Linked DNA regions of Mus musculus: region 2 is linked to region 1. The links are chromatin contacts, called in public HiChIP or PLAC-seq maps. All regions are on one chromosome and are shown on one strand. The core of a region is the stretch at or near the end of the contact, and the rest is flanking DNA. Distances in the headings are between cores, read along the strand shown.

What was found. HiChIP or PLAC-seq counts read pairs in DNA pulled down with a chosen protein or histone mark.
Region 2: a contact with region 1 is called in a FOXA1 HiChIP or PLAC-seq map of pancreatic cancer cells. The contact joins two enhancer-like sites. A contact is called at or near these places in 3 of 484 Hi-C or Micro-C datasets (liver, nephron progenitors and ventricular fibroblasts) and 3 of 115 datasets of contacts at active chromatin or transcription factors (embryonic stem cells, epiblast stem cells and pancreatic cancer cells).

Annotation. Positions count from the first base shown.
Region 1 is chr1:164,480,063-164,483,454 of GRCm38.p6, forward strand. No RefSeq gene overlaps it. Among named protein-coding and RNA genes, the nearest start is that of Gm39691, 8.3 kb to the left of the region's middle. Within about 2 kb of position 1,654, at least 44 of the 459 cell types and tissues checked have an H3K27ac peak or open chromatin away from gene starts, as enhancers often do. A contact at or near this core is called in pancreatic cancer cells, where this site is marked.
Region 2 is chr1:164,620,793-164,623,931 of GRCm38.p6, forward strand. No RefSeq gene overlaps it. Among named protein-coding and RNA genes, the nearest start is that of Gm26685, 120 kb to the left of the region's middle. Within about 2 kb of position 1,834, at least 26 of the 459 cell types and tissues checked have an H3K27ac peak or open chromatin away from gene starts, as enhancers often do. A contact at or near this core is called in pancreatic cancer cells, where this site is marked.

The sequences.
Region 1 (3,392 bases), core at 404-2,903:
ATTTTACAAATAGAATTTCTTGGAAAAATATTTTAAATTTCCTGATCAAAGTGCGACGTGCTGTTGTTCTCCTGGCTGACAGCTTCTAACTGACTGGTCTTAGGCCCTGGCTTCCTTGTGGTTGAAGGGATTCAAATACCTTTAAAAACCAGTAAAGGCTCATGTAAGCAAAAGATCTTGGGGTCTGGGGAGGTAGCTTAGCTGGTAGAACACTTACCTATCATGCCAAAGCCTTGGATTCTATCCCTAGCATCTAACAAAAAGAGGCCTGTAGTAAGTACACCTCTGTAATCCTAGCAATTAGGAGGTGGAAATGGGGGATCAAAAGCCCAAATTTACTTTACCCATGACTATGTAGAGTTCTAATATATATATATATATCTCCTATCAACCTGGCCCAGAACTCACTTAGTAGCCTTCTCTGCTCTGTTCCTTTTCCATCTGAGCTTCCTCCACACTGGGATTATGGTGTGTACTTAAAAAAGTGTAATGTTTGATAAAATACTCAAATGCTTTAAAGGCATAAAATAAGATAATCATATTTTTACACAAGAGCAAATGTTTTGATAAAGAAAGTTTCAGTGGATCTGTCAGGAAAGAGTGGATCTCTTAGAAAGCTGCCTAGCTTAGCTCGCTGGCTGCTCTTCTGGAGGACCCAGGTTCAATTCCCAGCACTCACGTGGCAGTTCCCAACTGGCTGTAACTCCAGTTCCAGGTATTCCAACACCCTCACACAGATATACATGGAGGCAAAATATCAATGCACATAGAATAAAATTAAATTAAAAAAAAAGCTGCCTAGGGAAAAGGCCACTTTAACAATGCTGATGAATGCAGGGACAGGTATGTAGACATCTCTCATCTCACAGAACTTAGGATCTTCCTGTGTAAACACTTAGCAAACCTATGTTGTAAAGAAGGCTTAACTTTATCAAGTCAATTATGGGATATCTTTAGCAAGAATTGAAACCCCAAATAGCCTTTCTTTACAAAAACTATTGAAATGAACAATCACGCTGGGAAAGGGGACTGGAAAAGTAGGCGAGATTTATTGTTGATGAACATTGGCCTTTTTATAGATTTAAAGTTTAACTTTTATATGGATATGTTGAAGGCAAAGTACAGACTCCAGGTGTATACTAGGCTCCCAGCAGGAAGGAACAATGATCAGTTCGGAGCACAAAGAGACACCTCTAGCACCATCTGAGTTAGTAAAAGCTGCCCTTCAGCCAGCACAGGAAGATAGAGATACATGGCTGGGCCTCAGTGCTTTGCAATTACCCCAGTTAACATAGTAGGTTTCCTATAACTTAAATAGCTCAGATGTATAGCTACAAATGTAGTCAGTCAGTCGTTTAAGGCAGGAAGGCCAAAGAAAAATAGTAACTATGTGATTAGTACATACCACTCCCAGATACTATGTAATTAGTACATACCACTCCCAGGTGAGGCTGATTGTCCACAGGTGGCCTGCCCCAGATGGTAACCTACCTCATGCCTCACAAAAATCTGAAATTTGTTATACTATTAGTTTTTATCCTTTTTAAAACAAATATTGCTTTAAATAGTCAGCGTGGCTGTCATTATGTCCTCAGTGACCACAGTCATGGTCTTCACTTCATGAGTCAGGCTGCCTGAGATCAGAATTCTGTCTCTATGGCTTCCTAGCCCAGTGATTCAGCTCGTTGTGGAATAGTGGCGTGTGTTTACTCTGTTTACACTGAGGCCGTGAAATGAAACCTTGTTCAGCCATAAAGGTCATTCCCCTTCTTTTCCTAGAGGTGGAGTTGCTCTGATCACAGATCTTAGCAGCTTAGCTAGATCTTCACTGGAAACATATCTAGCAGAATATTATTAGCAGCGCTGTTGTATCTGGCATGGATCTGTAGTGATTGCACCTAAGCTCTGACGTAGCCTTTTATCAGTGATTGTTATCTGAGATTTTAAGGGGTTATTCTTTTGAAGGATTCTCAGAGCCTTTGCATAACTTAGTCCACAGACCTGGGCAAACCAGGAAGTCTCCTCTGGCTGAGATCTGCTTAAATAATTGGTCTTTCAAGACAACCCGTGGATCAGATAAGTTTTGGTATGCGGAGATTGACTGGCTAAAGCTGCTTTTTGTGTAACAATAGAAAGAGCTGTCAGGGCTTGCGTGGCCATCCCCATGCTGCTGAGAAGTTTAAATGCATCCTGCAGTGACTCTGGTCTTCTATCTTTTTAGTTCTGTCCCCCCCAGAACACCGACACATACACATTGGAGTAGGGCTGAGGAGATGGGGCAGTGGTCCAGAAGTGCCCATGTCAGGTGGCTCACAACTGCCTGTAACTCCCACTCCAGTGTATACAACACCTCTGGCCTCCCCGGGAACTCACACATGTGTCACACACACACACACACACACACACACACACACACACACACACGTGAAAATAAAATAAATATAGTTTAAAAAGACATTTTGATAAGGAAAGGGTAGGGATTTTTTTAGTCATCAAAAACAATTAAATCCCCGGGCCGTGGTGGCACACACCTTTAATCCCAGCACTTGGGAGGCAGAGGCAGGTGGATTTCCGAGTTCGAGGGCAGCCTGGTCTACAAAGTGAGTTCCAGGACAGCCAGGACTACACAGAGAAACCCTGTCTCGAAAACACTAAAAAACAAAACAAAACAAAAAAAAAAAACAAAAAAAAAAAAACAAAAAAAAACAATTAAATCTGTCTGGGAAGTGAATGATCTAATAGCATCCTGTTTCCATGTACTTTTGTGAGTGAAGGGCATCTAGAAGAGAAGACCTTACTAAAAGTTTGGCTTGAACGCTCAAAATTTAATCCTATGAACTTCAATATGAGATTCACAACTACATGTAGAAACTAGAAACTAAAAAACGGACATTACCTAACATCCAGAGGACAGACTGTCTGGGATAAAAACCTCCTTTAGCACCAAAGCTTGCCTGAGGCACACAGATCGGCTGTATTGACTTTGGCAATGCCTCTCTCTATCTTGTTAGGCCAATGAAGTTAACTGGCATTGAAAATTGAATTAGTAACACAACCCAGATCCCTCTGCCTCTCTCTTGTTTGGGTCATGGTTTGATCTGGATAGATGTGGCAAGACCCTCTTTTTTGCACTCATTCCTGCCTCATGTCTGGGTCAAGACCTGAACAGCCCCTACCTGAGGAGAGGCCAGCTGCCTGAGGATGCCATTCATCGTGGCTGTATACATCCACAGACACGTAGCGTCCATATAAGGAAGAGAGAGCTTCTATTTACTCTGTAGAGTATGTTCAATAAATAGTATTTGTCTACAGACATATGTGTATCCAGTTAATCCGGTCTGTAGGGGAAAAAAGAAATATAACACAGCTCTAGCTAAAAAGATCCTGCAGTG
Region 2 (3,139 bases), core at 584-3,083, 140 kb after region 1:
CATTCTGCCTGGCACCAGGGCCTTCTCCTTTTCCTTCCTAAGAGACCTCTGGGGAAATTCCAACAGCCTGGTAACCAAAATAGGAGTTGGGGGAGGGGCGGGATGAAAAGTCTTTCTTTAGAATGTCTCCATTCCTGCCTTGCTAACCAGGTGGTTATGTTCCCTTGTAAGCTTTTTGATCAAATGACAGACCAAACCTCCACACTGTACCTTTTCTCCATGTGACCTAGCTGTGCTGACCATATTGCTTGGAAATGGCAGATGGTTTCCTGCATTGAGGACCATATTTCATGTACGTCCACTGTGAAAGATACTCTGGTCCCAGACAGAATCAGTTCCAGCTCACTTTACTAACACAAGAACTGAAAAAAAGACACAGAAGAGAGGACAGGATAAAATTACTACATATTGCTCCATTTATCTACTTCTCTGTTCCATTCCTTGTTCTTCACTTGCAGATGTGTGCACCACTAAGAGTTCCAGCATGGTTGTGTCCTTCCAGTGTAAGTGATCTGGCTATGTTTCACTGAGCGTGGTAACGTGGACCTCTGCCTTGCGGTAAAGACACAGTGTTAATGAAGCATGAGCACAGGAGGCTTGCGCCTCACACAGAACAGATTGAATCACCCAGGAATGCTTGCTATAGTTCTGGAATTTTCCTTTCTCATCTCAGTAAGTGTGGTGGTTTGAATAAGAATGGTCCCCATAGGTCATATATTTCTATGCTTAGTCACTAGGGAGTTGCAATATTTGAGAAGGATTAGTAGGCGGGACCTTGTTGAGGTAGGTGTGGCTTTGTTGGAGGAAGTATGTCACTCTGGGCAGGCTTTGAGGTTTCAAACACCCAGGCCAGACCCAGCCTTTCCCTCCTTCTACCCCATCCTCTCTCTCTGCAGATCAGAACGTAGTTCTCCAGCATCACGTCTGCCTACATGCCACCATGCTCCCTGCCATGGTGATAATTAACTAATCCTCTGAAGGTGTAAGCAAGCCACCAATTAAATGCTTTCTCTTTTGAGAGTTGCTGTGGTCTTGGTGTCTCTTTACAGCAATATAACAGTGACCAAGGGAGTGAGTTACTTGATGTATGGGCATAGTTGGCATTAGAGAAAACCGAGGAACATGTTATAACTGACACAATATATTTGTCAGCACTGTAGGAAACATGACCATTGTGCACACAGTCTTGGTGCCAATACTGATATATCATAGAAATTGGAAAGGCAGGGAGGCAGTTTTAGTGCCTGCCAATCTCCAACCCTTCTCTTTGCAATGTTACCTGCAACTCCCTGCACCTCTCTGGTATTCTTTTCCCTGTGGGCTATGATACCATGGTTAACAGCAAACTCTTGGGTTGAGTCCATCTACACAACAGTTTCGTATATGGCTTAGACAGGTTCTTTTTTTTTTTTTAAATCTTATTTTCAAAGAAAAACCTTTTCAAGATGGAGAAGGTTGAGTCTGAAGGTGAAGTTTCAGGTACTCTGAAACAGATTTCATTTTCAGTGCCACTCAAATCACATCACGCATATAAAAATCTTTGCATCGTATCTGAGTTAGGAGGGTTACACCCAAGAGCTAAGAGCAGAGCCTTACTGGGCAATTATGGACATGCATTTAGTGGTAAAGTGTCAGTGTCTTGGATGTTTGAGGAAAAGACTCAATTACTACTTTCTTGGGAACACAGAGATTATTTTTGGCTTTCGACTAAGTAGAGGAAGATTTCTGAAGGCCCCCAGCAGCTAATCTGATCACCTGTGGTTCTGAGCACATTGTTATGACACACTAGTTACATTTGGTTTGTAAGGTACTTACATAGGGAAGTCTGTTATGTGGCTGACCTCATGCCTTGTGGTTAGTGATTCACCACCCTACACCATCATCACTCCTATCCTTAGGAGAAAAGACAGGCTGAGAAGGAAGTAGACTTGACTTAACTTATTCCTAATAAGTATCACTTAAACCGTTTAATGGATTCATTAAAGTATCGATGTCAAACAAACAAACAATAAAGCTTAGAACATATTAATTACAACTGTGCTGAAACAGATGATATTTAAGAATTCAAGCCAGTGTTTACTCACGTACTTTGGGAAACAAAACAAATGGATGGATTTTCATGTCTTTTAAAAATTTTTATTTATTTTTATTTCTTATATCAGGAATAGAAAGAGAAAATCAATTCAAAAACTGGTACTGTATGAGACAGAGTGCCTGGAATTGTGTTTAAAAGATCATGTAGTATGGGGACATCATCCTAGGTCTATTCACTTCAATTTTCTTCATAACATATCACTACTGACAGTTCACATTTTCCTGTTCAACATTATCATACAAGATGAGTAAGAGTATGGGTCTCTTCCAACATGACTAATGGGCCACAGAGCAGGACCAGCCCTAAAAGGTTTGCTTCGTCCACATGTACAGTATTTAAACGACAAGTATCTCGATGCTCTCCTAGTATCATGTATACTTTACATATACGTATATATGTATATATACATGATACATACATCCATATACATGCATATACATGTTGTACATATATACATATGCATTTATATACACAGTATATATGTATAGTATATACACAAATGTATAAGTATATATATATATATATATATATATATATATATATATATATACACAGATACAGATGTATGTATACAATGTATAAATATACTACACATGTGTATACTATATGTATACATGTATGTGCATGTAGGAGGAGAAATTCCACACATAGAGATGACTGTCCTTCATGCTCTCAATACTCTGGTTGGTGGCTCCTGGGTGGTAGAAACAGAAATTTGTCTAGATCAGAAAAGGCCTAGAGTTTACCAACTCAGGCTCACAGCTTCTATTTTACCAAGTCCAATTCTAGAATAACTTTCTCTGAAGCCGATGCATTTTGTGTGCTGCACTGGCTAATATCTTCATTATTTTTCCCTGTTGTAGTTTCCCCATGACTACAAACCTTGCATTTCATAATAAGCCTGGAATTTCCTAGTGTGCTCCCTGGAGCCATGGGAGGTTTGCCTGGGGCTGCCAGGGACGATGAAGATTACGCCGGTTACATAGAGAAGTAGATTAAAGCCATCCATCCCTACTTTTAACCAGAGAAATTATTTTTTTTACA